Linked DNA regions of Mus musculus: region 1 is linked to region 2. The links are chromatin contacts, called in public promoter capture Hi-C maps. All regions are on one chromosome and are shown on one strand. The core of a region is the stretch at or near the end of the contact, and the rest is flanking DNA. Distances in the headings are between cores, read along the strand shown. Region 1 holds the start of Hes7 (hes family bHLH transcription factor 7). Region 2 overlaps Pfas (phosphoribosylformylglycinamidine synthase (FGAR amidotransferase)).

Evidence for each region. Promoter capture Hi-C pulls out the DNA fragments that hold promoters and counts their contacts.
Region 1: a promoter capture Hi-C map of neural stem cells shows a contact between it and region 2. The contact joins the promoter of Hes7 here to the enhancer-like site in region 2. A contact is called at or near these places in 1 of 39 promoter capture datasets (neural stem cells), 1 of 15 datasets of contacts at CTCF or cohesin (CD8 T cells), 3 of 484 Hi-C or Micro-C datasets (embryonic stem cells, psoas muscle and rod photoreceptor), 5 of 115 datasets of contacts at active chromatin or transcription factors (the 230-238 cell line, embryonic stem cells, large pre-B cells and 1 more) and 3 of 9 other capture datasets (adipose tissue, liver and pancreatic islet).

What each region holds. Positions count from the first base shown.
Region 1 is chr11:69,118,748-69,125,517 of GRCm38.p6, reverse strand. Hes7 (hes family bHLH transcription factor 7) reads right to left here and starts at 5,065. Exons shown (of 4, transcript NM_033041.4): 1 at 5,003-5,065; 2 at 3,913-4,008; 3 at 3,288-3,375; 4 at 2,259-2,975. The coding sequence starts at 5,044. The coding sequence ends at 2,524. n-TGgcc5 (a tRNA gene) reads left to right here and starts at 6,654; the gene lies at 6,654-6,724. It overlaps n-TRtct4 (a tRNA gene), which reads left to right and starts at 1,950; the gene lies at 1,950-2,036. It overlaps n-TLtag3 (a tRNA gene), which reads right to left and starts at 1,277; the gene lies at 1,196-1,277. It also overlaps n-TQctg6, n-TKctt27, 9130213A22Rik and a transcript of Aloxe3 not described here.
Region 2 is chr11:68,985,006-68,991,460 of GRCm38.p6, reverse strand. It overlaps Pfas (phosphoribosylformylglycinamidine synthase (FGAR amidotransferase)), which reads left to right. Exons shown (of 28, transcript NM_001159519.1): 21 at 1-123; 22 at 302-421; 23 at 643-788; 24 at 886-1,093; 25 at 1,200-1,291; 26 at 1,376-1,490; 27 at 2,771-3,094; 28 at 3,188-5,760. The coding sequence ends at 3,498. It overlaps Mir3062 (microRNA 3062), which reads left to right and starts at 783; the gene lies at 783-887. Within about 2 kb of position 3,925, at least 8 of the 459 cell types and tissues checked have an H3K27ac peak or open chromatin away from gene starts, as enhancers often do. A contact at or near this core is called in neural stem cells, where this site is marked.

The DNA.
Region 1 (6,770 bases), core at 3,816-6,315, 130 kb before region 2:
CACAAGGACCAGGGAAGAAAAAAAATAGACTCTACCGGGGAAACCTGTGGCCCGCAGCGGCCCCGCGTGGCTGGTCTAGGCACCTCTAGATTCCTGCTTGAGTGGCGCTCCTGCCCTCCTTAACTTCTAATAAAAGCCGAGGCGTTAGCGACTAGGTTTCAGTAAGTCAGAGTCTCGGACAAAAACGAACTTCATCCTTTAAATACACACAAGAATACGTAGGTATCATAATAAATTCATTTAGGCAAAAGTGGAGAGCTTTGCTAAGAGCCCGGATAGCTCAGTCGGTAGAGCATCAGACTTTTAATCTGAGGGTCCAGGGTTCAAGTCCCTGTTCGGGCGCTTAGCTTTTTGTGGGAATCTGCACTTACAAACACTATTGTTAGGCTGTCTTGTTTGACAATAGCTCTATAATAACAAAGTAATTGCATTCTTTTTAAAAGGAAATGTAAATTGAACGTAAGTTCCGAACAATCAGAAGAGGGAACAGCATTACGTTAAAGTACTAGCTATACAAACGAGGAATACATCAAAGAGAGTAAAAAGAAAATGGGGAAGTTAATATTATTAATATTAATAATATACTTCATTTACTACAATATTTGAAAATCTTATTTTAACCCTAATTGGTGTTTTAAAATCCGCATTTTAACGAATTTTTAAATTATCTTCCTTAATTTTCATGTTTAGAAGAAAGCACTCATATTTCAGGTACTCAATAATCACATTTTAGTAGTTGGCTTCATGTGTTTGTTTTGGTTTGTTTGAATAAATGGAGTGATATGCAAAATGGGATATAGAATAATGTATATAATTTCTGAGAGCACTACAGAAGAGGGGGTTCCATGGTGTAATGGTTAGCACTCTGGACTCTGAATCCAGCGATCCGAGTTCAAATCTCGGTGGAACCTTAGCATTTTGCTAGTACATCAACATAATAAATATATTTGTTTGTAATTTTTCATGCTTAGTATGTCTGTTACAGATATTCTAGTATAATTTTTTAAATTACACTTATATACACCAAGATCTGCGCTGAATTAGTGTATAAGAATACTTATTTCAACAATGTTTGTCACGTCTTGTCTATGAATATGGAAGCAATCTTGGGTTTTGTTGACAAGCCAAAGTTCATAGCCAAGCAGTGGCTTGTTCTCATAAAACTAAAGAGGCCTTCAGGAGAAAAACTCTGGCCTGGCAGCGGTGGGATTCGAACCCACGCCTCCGAAGAGACTGGAGCCTAAATCCAGCGCCTTAGACCGCTCGGCCACGCTACCCGCATGGAAGCTGCTATTTCCCGTCGTCTTCCTAAGAGAGTAGAAGGAAGTCTTCTCAACGCTCACAGCCACGAACTGACCCGAATTTCTTTTGTTGCTGTATATTTCAAACCCGAAATGAGGACTCACCGAGGCGCTAAACGACATTGTAAAGAAGCGAAACAAATGGTCCCAAAGACACAGAGATTTACAACAAAACAAGTTTATTTAGTGAGATCAAATCTGGGAACCGAGCAAGTCTGAGCTTGGTAGCTTACGCAAGAAGCAGCCCGAGCTTTGCACTGCTGGGGAGCTCAAATTTCGTTAGTCTCCCTCTCTGTTTCTCGCACCTGCATCCACCCTTCCTGTCACCTAGCTCATGCGCTTTCCATACACTACATTTCATTCCGCTGACCTGAGGCTGTCACCTCTAGCTCCTATGACGCTCCGCCCCATCTCCTTGCACACGGACACACACACACTCTCTCTCTCTCACACACACACTCTCTCTCTCTCTCTCACTCACACTCTCTCTCTCTCTCTCTCTCTCTCTCTCTCTCTCTCTCTCTCTCTGTCTCTCTGTCTCTCTGTCTCTCTGTCTCTCTCTCTGTCTCTCTCTCTCTCCCTCCCACGCTACCCCTTTTTTTCCTATACTGGTGTCCGTAAGCCGGAAGGAGGCGCCGCCCGCCATGTGGCTCTGTGGCGCAATGGATAGCGCATTGGACTTCTAGTGACGAGAAAGCGATTCAAAGGTTGTGGGTTCGAATCCCACCAGAGTCGGTTTTATTACTCATTTTAATCTTTTCTTGGCTTTTAAAAAATTTAAAGACCCACAAATAAAGTTCAGCTCCAACCTCAGTCTGTCGCTCCGCTCTTTACTTACCTGTCTCCCCCAGGGCTTGGGCCGTGGAGAGCAGGCCTAAAGGTGGGAGAAGGGTATGGGCAAGTAGGCGTGGCGCCAATATAAAGGCAGGCCCCTGGCTAGGGGACACACCGGGATTTAATAACGATTTTATTCCATGCACTAGGGACTCGGGAAGGGACTGGGACTGGACTAGGGTAGAGAGAGTACAATGCTACACACAGGGAAGTGGGACAGGGAAAAGGGATGGGAAAATATATATTTATATAGATACTCTAATATAGACCACATCTCACCCGCGCGCTGAGCCCGCGCGCCCCGCTGCCCTCCTCGCCCGGATCCCTCTCCTGCCCTCTGACTGGAGTCTCTACACCACCCCCAATCCCCGCCCCAGCCCCCAAAAGCTCAGGGCCAAGGTCTCCAAAACGCGGGCGGTGGGAGTGACGGGGCCTTGGGCGCCCCGTCTTGTCTGTAAGGCGGTGGCGGTGGCGGCAGCAGTCCGGTGAGGGGCGCCGGCGCGCCCGAATCCCCGGCGCGAGAGGAGCAGTGGGATGGGGACCAAGCGAGGCGGGGACTAGGAGGGCCCTGGTGCACTGGGGGGCGCTGGTGCAGCGCGGGGCCAAGGATTGGTGAAGCGGGGTCCAGCGGTGGGCGCGGCGCTGGGAGCCCTGGATCTACGGCCTCGGGCCGGGGCGGTTTGGGGCGCCGGTAGCCGTGCAGCGCGGAGAAAAGCTGGGAGCGTGCGGCCGGGCTGGCGTCGTGCGCAAAGGCCGCCAAGCGAAGCAGGCACTCGCGGAAGCCGGACAAGTAGCAGCTGGCGAGCGCCTCGGCGTCCTGGCCTGGGGACCGGGGAACCCCTGGTGCGGCCGGCGGGAGGACAGGCGGGCAGGGCAGGGGCCCAACGGGGTTGAGGGAAGGGGCGGGGCGCAGAGATACCGAGGTCAGACGGGCGCACAGACAGAGACAGGAGGCCGGATGGACGTGCAGAGGAGGGCAATGAGGGAGACACAGAGACAGACACGCGCGGGTGTTATTAACCTCGCCATGGTGCACAGCTGGCCGCTCCCCCAAGTCCCAGGCCACCTCAGAGCCCGCCCCTCCCCCGGCCGGAGCCTTCCGGGCTCCCACCCTCCCAGCCTCCCTCCGCTGCCCCACCCCCCGCGCTGTACCCGGGGGCTCCACCCGGCTTCGCTCCCTCAAGTAGCCCACGGCGAACTCCAGTATCTCCGCTTTCTCCAGCTTCGGGTTCCGGAGGTTCTACAGACGGGGGGAGGGGCGCAGAGACAGAAAGGGGTGGGGAGAGAGGGGGAAAGTGGCTAGGGGAAGAAGGGAGGGGCGGATACGGGAGCTGCGGGTGCCCCCATGACTCGCGACCGAATGTGGAGATGGCCAAGAAAAGTTCCCGTCCCACCCCGAGATGAGCCTGTCCAACCTGAGGGAGTGGAACCAGTTCCCAATATGAGAGGTGTACGAAACAGCAACCCGGATGGTGAAAACCACCGCAGAACTGAAGCCCATTGATCAGGCGTGGGAGGTAGATAAGGAATTTTAGAAAACCCCAAGTGGGAAACTGACGCAGGCTGGAAGCTCAGTTTACCGAGCCAGACTGGAAACTTACAGACCAGCAAGGTGGAGAAGAGCAAGTTCTGAGAGCGAGAGGGGGTCTGGGATGGGATTTCAAGGAGCAGGCTTGGGTCCAGAGTCACCACTCCAGCTTATGTCCCCACCCCAGTAGAAAGCTCTGGGACACAGGTACAGAATGCTTAGGGGCCTGGGGCCAGCGGTGGAACTGACCTGGTCCCTGGTCCTCTCCAGGAGCAGCAGCCTCAGCTCTTCTAGGCTGCGGTTGATGCGGTCCCGGCGCCGCTTCTCCACCAACGGCTTCAGCATCTGTGACCAGCGGGAAAGGAAGAGCGGGCCGACCGGACCGAGACTCAGCGCCGCCGCGCAAGCGTCCGATCCTGCCGCTGGGAAAACCCCCCATGCGCCCCTTTCCCCTAATCCCAGGCTGCTTGGGTCTGGTCCATTCGTTTCCCTCTCACTCCCTGCTACTTCCCAGTCCCTTGGGTCGCTTTCCGTGGCTCGCCCACTTCTCCCTGCCCTTTCTGTGTTCAGCTTTCTCCTCTCTTCTCCCCTCTATGGCACTCTTCTTTTCTCTTTATATCTCTATCTTGTGTCGTCTCCCTCTCAGTGTATCACTGAAGAACTTTAGGGCCACTCTTTGCCCCCAGGCTAGTGAGCCGCGCGATAGAGACCTAAGGTGAAAGGCAGACACACAGTGCGACCACACCTCCTCTTCTCACTCAAACCCTTCACTCGTTCTCCTAATATCTCTCACCTGGCCTCGCACCTCCGGAACCAACGACTCAAAGGTCTTCTCTTTGAGTCAGATGTGGGTTCCCAGGCGCTTACAGACAGCGTCCATAGCCTTTCCTCTATTTTTGTTTCCACCCTCCTCCACCAGCTATGGCCTCTAGCTTATCTCATGTTATAGTATAGCTTCGTGGGGTTTTGTTTGTTTGTTTTATTTTGGTTTGGTTTTTGTTTGTTTGTTTGTTTGTTTTTTCGGTAGGGGTGCACTCTGTGGCCTCGAACTTGCGATAATCCACCTGCCCCAGCTTCCCGAGCCCTAGAATAGGCCACGATGCCCAAATTCTGGCACTTTCCTAGCCACAAGCCTTAGCCCACAATAATGCAAACCCCTAGACCTCCGCTTCCGCAGCCCGCGCAAGTTGGGCTCTGACCCTGCCCTCTTTATACTTTACAGGTTCTTTCGGTCTTTTCACTCTTGTGTCTCCATCCTCATTCCTAGCCCACAGAGTTAGAACCTTTAAGTCCTCTGGCCTGAACAGGGACCCTATTTCCCTCCCTTCCCACCTCTCACCTTGGGGCCGTCCCTATTCTCAGCTCGCTCCCGGGTGACCATTGCTCCTCCGGACCCTTCGGTGGACTCAGCGCGTGCTGCCTAGATCCTTATATCCCGCCGCTGCAGGGTAGGAGGGCTAGGGCCCGGCCCCGCCCCCTTCAGCCCCTAGATGCCCAGCTCAAGGACCCCGGCACGAGGCTCCCGGAAAGGCAGGGAGTGAAGGGGGAGGGGAAGGGGAGGAACTAGCCCCAAATGTGGGAAGTGAGGGGAGGAAGGGGCCACAGGCTGGTTTAAGGACCATAAAGCTGTATAATAAGGCGGGACCCAACTGGAGGGAGGAGATTATTAGGGGAAGAGAGTCTAAGTGAACTGGGAAGAAATCACTTAGGCATGAAATTTGGGGGTCTCCTAGACTAGTAGATTTCTTGGAGGTTCACTATAGCCCCACCAACCCTGAAATAAATGTTGGCATGCTTCTGCCTCCAGGCTGAATATTATAATCTTCTCCCAACCCCTAAAGGTGCAGAGCAGATCTACCGGATTCTACTGGCTGGCTGTGGGAAAAGACGGCGCCGTTGTATCTGTCTCTTCTACTCAATTCCCACAATAACTCCAGTACTTATCCCTGCAGACGTAGTAATAAGGAGAATCTGCCGCCAAACTGACTCTATAGATACTGTGACTTGAGTCCCCGGGAACAGATTTTCCTAAGGATGGCTGGACTAAGGGAGGACAAAGGAAACTTCTAGGGGGAAAAAAATCCTTGAAGTATACGTGAGTGAAGAAATCTTTCCATTCACTACCCTTGATCTTAGTTAGCCAAGAGGCCGAGAAGCGATACCTTTCCGTTTACAAGAACTTGGTTTAAAACTAAATTCAGGAGTACAGCTGGCAGGAAAACATAGAGTGCACCAGTTGGTGGGCGCTCTGGAGGCCTCTAGGGACTGTAGGGGAGCAGGGAGACGTGAGATTTGCTAAAGGGACAAGAAAGGTTTGGTTGCAAAATGGGATCTTCACCCACCTCAAACAAAGAGCATGACCTCTCAGAAGGATGGATATGTCAACACCTGGAGACTTCAGGGCGAAGTGCCTGAGAAGGTAAAATCGAAATTTAACACGACAAGAAGGCCTGGGGAAAGGACATAATAAAGACAGGGCTACAAACCGAGCCAGAAGATAGCTGTGGAGTCAGAGACAAAGTGGAACCCCTTCCCAGAGGCCCTCCACATCCTGAGAGGGTTTTCTGGCAAGAGGCTGCCTTGCCAAAGGCAGAGCAGGAGGGGCCCGGTACTTGAGAAAGGAGGCACCCATTTGGGGTTAGGGCCCTCAGTACATCCCACCTTCCCCTACTTCAGCCAAATGGAAGCACAGATGTGTGGTCCCAGCAGGCCCCACCGCCCCCCTCCTTGGGAACCAGGATTGGGGTTGAGTTTTTCTCACCTGCACGTGAGGCTCGGGGCCTGAGGCAGTTTGCACCCGGGTGTGGGGCCGCCCCTGGCCATATGGAATGACTTTATGGCCCGGTGGCCGGATCCAACGGAGAGAAAAAAATGGCCTGACGCTCCACCCACCTCAATGATTCTCTACAACCTTTTCCCACACCTAGAAGTAGGATTGGATCTGCCTCTGAGAAGTTCACATAGGCTTATTATGACCTCTCTCCTTGTCTGCATTGGTGGTTCAGTGGTAGAATTCTCGCCTGCCACGCGGGAGGCCCGGGTTCGATTCCCGGCCAATGCACAGTTCTAGCTTTTTTCTTTTTTTTTTTTTCCGTCTACCTCAACTA
Region 2 (6,455 bases), core at 2,676-5,175:
AGCACCGGCTGGGAGGAACGGCTCTAGCCCAGTGTTTCTCCCAGCTTGGGGAGCACCCTCCTGATCTAGACCTTCCCGAGAACCTTGTGCGTGCCTTTCATATCACCCAGGGGCTGCTGAAAGGTGAGCGTGGCCCTGGTACGTGGGGGCGGGGGGGGGGGGGTGAACAAGTGAGTGATGTGCCTTCAGGCCAAACCCTTCTCTCCCGTGAGTGCCCGCCTTCTCACACTCCCTGGCTCTCTAGATGCTCTGGAGCCTTAGGCTTGCCCTGAGATGGCTGAATTTTTCCTTGTTCCTCCAGAATGCCGTCTTTGCTCAGGCCATGATGTCAGCGATGGGGGGCTTGTCACCTGCCTTCTAGAGATGGCCTTTGCTGGGAACTGTGGGATAGAGGTAGATGTACCTGCCCCTGGGATCCATGGTGAGTTGCTTGGGCTGTCTCCTCTACTTGTAGATTTTCTGGTATAAAGAATGTGGTATCTCTGACCCTATCTCCTGAGTCTTGGCTGAATCCTCCATTTCTATCTTCATGTTCTGAACTTTGGCCGTCTACGACCTCTCATAGTCCCTGGTGCATCTTCCATGAGCTCCTCCTCCAGAACCCATCTCACCCGAGTCATCCGGACTCACCCCTTTTTCCAGCATTGCCTGTGCTGTTTGCGGAAGAGCCCGGTCTGGTGTTGGAGGTACAGGAGGCAGATGTGGCCGGAGTACGGCAGAGGTACGAGAGTGCTGGCCTACGGTGTCTGGAACTGGGCCACACAGGCGAGGCTGGACCCCAGGCCATGGTGAGGAAGCCAGGGAGAATGTAGTGTTACCGTGAGCCTGTCAGCAAATACCACTCACGGGGACACACTTTCTCCTTCATGGGTCTCCCCACTGCAGGCCCGAATATCAGTGAATAAGGCTGTGGTAGTAGAGGAGCCTGTTGGGGAGTTAAGAGCCCTCTGGGAGGAAACAAGTTTCCAGCTGGACCTACTGCAGGCAGAGCCACGCTGTGTGATAGAGGAGAAACAGGGCCTGAAGGAGCGGACAGGGCCCAGCTACTACCTGCCGCCCACCTTTCCTGTGGCCTCTGTGCCCTGTAAACCTGGTAAGGGAGCGTGCACAGAGGCTGGGGTACTTGGATCTGCCCTTGGGAAGGCATCTGGGGTTTTAGAGTGGATAGGTAGCATTCTGCTCAGAGACACATCTTCCAGGTGGACCCGTCCCTCGAGTTGCCATCTTGCGAGAAGAGGGCAGCAATGGAGACCGAGAAATGGCTGATGCCTTTCACTTGGCAGGCTTTGAGGTAAGCCTGGTACCTAACAGAGCTGGAGATCTTGATCTTGTCTTGGCTATAAGTCTTCTAACGGTTTCCTCCCTGTCGTATTAGGTGTGGGATGTGACCATGCAAGATCTCTGCTCTGGGGCCATCAGGTTGGACACATTCCGTGGTGTGGCCTTTGTGGGCGGCTTCAGCTACGCAGACGTCCTGGGCTCTGCTAAAGGTCAGTGTGCAGTCTGGATCTGCCATTTCCACATTCCCTGCTAAAATGTCTTCGGCTGCTTCTGCCCAGACTGCAGCCAACTTGTTGCCCTCACAAGTCAGGCAGAGTGCTCTGTTTCAAGACCAGAGGCCAGCAGGAGGATGGCTGGCTTTCCTGAGCTGTACAAGCCTAGAAGGCATGCCTCATCTGAACAGTTGACTGCTCTTCAACTTGATCAGGTTGTCCTGTTCTGTGGAAAGATGGTTCAGCACAACTAGATCAAGGGAGGGCAAAGGATCAGGCTTTTTGTGCGTGAAGTCTTTTCCCTTTTTTAATGAGATACAGTTTTGTGAAGCTGCTCAAACTCAAAAGGTAGCCATCTTACTTTAGCCTTTTTTTTTAAAAGATTAATTAATTTATTTTATGTATATGAGTACACTGTCGATATCTTCAGACACACCAGAAGAGGGCATCAGACCCCATTACAGATGGTGGTGAGCCACCATGTGGTTGCTGGGATTTGAACTCAGGACCTCTGGAAGAGCAGTCAGTGCTCTTAACTGCTGTACTGTTGAGGCTTAGATAACTACATAGCATTAAAAAAATATATTTTTGCTTAGCATAGAGAAATTCATGGGCCGGGCGCATGCCTTTAATCTCAGCACTTGAGAGGTGGATTTCTGAGTTTGAGGCCAACCTGGTCTAAAAAGTGAGTTCAGGACAGCCAGGAGGGCTATGCAGAGAAACCCTGTCTCAAAAAAAAAAAAAAAAAAAGAGAGAGAGAGATTCATGGATCCTGTCAGGCTATCTGATTAAAGCAGATCAGGCTGTTTCTTTCCTCAAGGCTGTCCCAGGGTCTGAAGAGACCGATTTAGAATAGAGGGCTGTCATGTCATTCCCTTCACGCCCTGCTTTTGCTTTCTCCGGCTTTTTTTTTTTTAGATAGATTTATTTATTTATTAGATTTATTAATTTATTATATATATGTACACTGTACCTGTCTTCAGATCTCATTATGGATGGTTGTGAGCCATCATGTGGTTGCTGGGATTTGAACTCAGAACCTTTGGAAGAGCAGTCAGTGCTCTTAACCACTGAGCCATCCCTCCAGCCCCTTTATTATTATATCTATCTTCAGATGCACCAGATGAGCGCCTCAGATTTCATTACAGATAGTTGTGGTTTTGGGAATTTGAACTCAGGACCTTCGGAAGAACAGTCAGTGCTCTTAACCACTGAGCCATCATCTCTCCAGCCCTTTCTCAGGCCTTTTCTCACTCTGGCTTAACTGTTCTTCCTAGGTTGGGCAGCTGCGGTGACCTTTAATCCACAGGCCAGGGAAGAGCTGGGCCGATTCCGAAGGCGGCCGGACACCTTCAGCCTGGGCGTGTGTAATGGCTGTCAGCTGCTGGCTCTTCTGGGCTGGGTGGGAAGTGATCCCAGTGAAGAGCAAGCTGAGCCAGGCCAGGACTCCCAGCCAACACAGCCGGGCCTCCTGCTCCGCCACAATCTGTCTGGGCGGTTCGAGTCCCGATGGGCCACCGTACGTGTGGAGCCGGGGCCAGCCCTGATGCTCCGAGGGATGGAAGGCTCTGTGCTGCCCGTGTGGAGTGCTCACGGGGAAGGTCAGGCTGGGAAGGCAGGGGAGGGTTTGCAAGCTGGGGCTGGGGCTGGGCCTGAAGGAACTTGGCCTTCACTCTCTTCTCCTTCACTTCCAGGCTACATGGCATTTTCTTCTCCTGAACTCCAAGCCAAGATCGAGGCCAAGGGCCTGGTTCCTCTGCACTGGGCAGACGATGATGGGAACCCCACAGAGCAGTACCCTCTGAACCCCAATGGATCTCCAGGGGGCATAGCTGGTATCTGTTCCCAAGATGGCCGACACCTGGCACTCATGCCGCACCCTGAGCGGGCTGTAAGGCTTTGGCAGTGGGCATGGCGACCCTCTCCCTTTGATGTTCTTCCCACCTCCCCGTGGCTGCAGCTCTTCATCAATGCTAGGAACTGGACCCAGGAGGACAGCTGCTGAGGAGGCCGCATGACCACCCTGGCCCACAGCTCACCCTTTGACTCCGTTGCCTTCTTTCCCCATTGCTTTCAGGAGTATCCCATGTGATTTCCAAAAGCATCTTAGCAAGAACCAAAATGCTGGGATGACCTCAGCTGCATTGCTCATTTTAGCCTTGCCCCTGCAAGAGCTGCTTTCAGCTCTTGAGTTTAACATGGATCTTCAGCAAGCGGCTCAGGCTCCGAGGACAGCTGACAGGCAGAGGGGTGGGCAGAGATTTACTGGCAGCCCTCCCGGGATCATCGCCTTGTGATCCTTCATTCTCTTGGTTAGAGCTCTGAGTGAGCTCTCACATCCTCGTTTTCTTTGGCTTTGTGAGATCGGCTTTCAGTCTATAGCCCAGGCTGGCCCTAAACTCAGAATTCTTTTGCGTTACCCCGGGTGAGTTGCCAAGGCGCTTGGCATTGGCTTAGGGTCTAGGAATAATGTACATCAGTCCCTCCCAGCCTCTGCCCAGCTGAAAAGAGCAGCTTTCCGGATCCCTTTTCAGACATGCACTGCTAGTTGTTAGGAATCATTGCTTCTGTCCATGCTCAAGGCGCTGACCTGTGCCTATCTCAGATCACATTCCTGATTCTTGCTTCTCTTAATTTAGCAGCCACCTTACAGTAGTTGATACCTTCCTTCTTAGAGCAGAGAGCCCTGGAGCTTGTTTTTTGTTGTTTTGGCTTTTCAAGACAGGGTTGGGTTTTTGTTTTTGTTTTTGTTTTTTGGGTTTTTTTGTTTTGTTTTGTTTTTATGTGTGTATAGCCCTGGCTGTCCTGGAACTTATGTTGTAGACCGGCTGGCCTCGCACTCAGAGATCCATCTGAGTGCTGGGGTTAAGGCATGTGCGACTACTGCCTGGCCATTCATTTTTCTTCTTGTTGCTTGATCAGTAGTGGTGCCTGACATTGGTACTGACCTAATGGAGTTTGTAGTCTTTTTTTTTTTTTTTTTTTTTTTTTTTTGGTTTGGTTTGGTTTCAGGCAAGGTCTCTCTGTGTAGCCCTGGCTGTCCTGGAACTCACTTTGTAGACCAGGCTGGCCTCGAACTCAGAAATCCACCTGCCTCTGCCTCCCGAGTGCTGGGATTAAAGGCATGCGCCACCACGCCCGGCTTGTTTGTAGTCTTAATAGGATTGAAATAATAATAGCTCCTTAGCTTGTACTGCCAACCTAAATAGGTGCTGGGTAACTTATGTGTCTATCATAAAGATTAAGGTATTTGAGAGGTGTTTCCCAGTTAACAAAGCAAAGTTTAGTGATAAACTGTCTATGATTGGTTCCAACTTAAAATGAACAGCAAGGCGCCCTACCCACCCAGCTACATCTGCCTGTGAAGATCCTGCAGTCACAGATCACGTCTTGGTAGTAGCTGTTGTACCGACAGCCACCTTCATCATCCGTTGCTTCCTACTTACTTGTACGGTAGACTCGGGTAGCCCCCTAAGAAGCTCGATGTCATGATTAAAGGAGTTTCCTTATAAAAACAGACTAGCATGTTGGATTTCTAAATATTTCAGGGTTTGGGGGAATGCAGAACACTTGTGCTTCTGCAGAAGTAGCACCCCAAGAAGGTACTAATGGTGAATAGGTGTTAAGCTGCAGGTTGTATGTCCATCTGAGTATTAGAACACTTGCCTAGTATCTGTGTTTCCTGAGTTTGATTCCCGTCCAGCACCACCAAAGGAAGATATTTGGAGATGGGAAGTCAGATCTTTCTCCGTTTTGCATTGCAAAGTAACTTTTCCTAACTAGAGTGATTCTAAGGATTTTGTTTGTATTTTCGAGACCCATATGATGTTCTGGCTGGCTTTGAACTCATAGCTGAGAGTAATCTTGAAATCCTGGTCTTCTACCAAGTGCTGTGTTCTGACCTAAGTACCATTTTGGACATGTGAACATTCCCTTTGATGCTGTGGAAGAATATATATTTTGCTTATGGTGGTACATGCCTTTTATCCCAACACTTAGGAGATAGGGGCAGGTGGATCTTTGTAAGTTCAAGGCCAGCCTAGTGAGTTCCAGGCTAGTCAGGACACTGTCTCAAATTTATATATTTAAAGTATTTATGAAAGTATTTTTGTAAGCCTGAGTAGGCAAGATGGCTTAGTGCAGAAGTTTTCAACCTTCCTAATGCTGTAACCCTGTAATACAGTTCCTCATGTTATTGTGGGCACAACCATAAAGTTTTGGTTGCTATTTTATAACTGTAGTTTTGCTGCTATTAAAAATCATAATGTAAATGTCTGTTTTCCGATGGCCTTAGACCCCAAGAGGATCGTGACCCACAGGTTGAGAACCGCTGGCTTAGTGGGTGGGGGTATTTGCTATCAAGCTTAATGCTTTGAGTTCAGCCCCTGGAACTCACGTGGTGACAGGGAAGAACCAACTCTGCAGTTGTGATGGCTTACTTGATGCGCCATGGCACATGCGCACAAGCACACACACCTGTTAGCACACATGTAGACAGGTGTGTGGTACTTGATGCGCCATGGCACATGTGCACAAGCACACACCTGTTAGCACACATGTAGACAGGTGTGGTGGTACTTGATGCGCCATGGCACATGCGCACAAGCACACACACCTGTTAGCACACATGTAGACAGGTGTGTGGTACTTGATGCGCCATGGCACATGCGCACAAGCACACACACCTGTTAGCACACATGTAGACAGGTGTGTGGTACATTCCTTTAGTCATATAAACCACTCAGTGATACTTTAGTCTTCGTTAATGGAAAATTTCCAATAAATGGAAAAAGATGCCAAGTGGTCCAATGGAAGTGTGTTGTGCGTGCAAGGGCCGATGAGTCATTCCTGGTCTTGCGTTCACCTTTTAAGACTTACTTTACACTTGTGTGGTTTGCCTGTATTTGTGTGTGCCTGGTATCAGAAGAGGCCTTCAGATCCCCTAGATCTGGAGTTATCAAT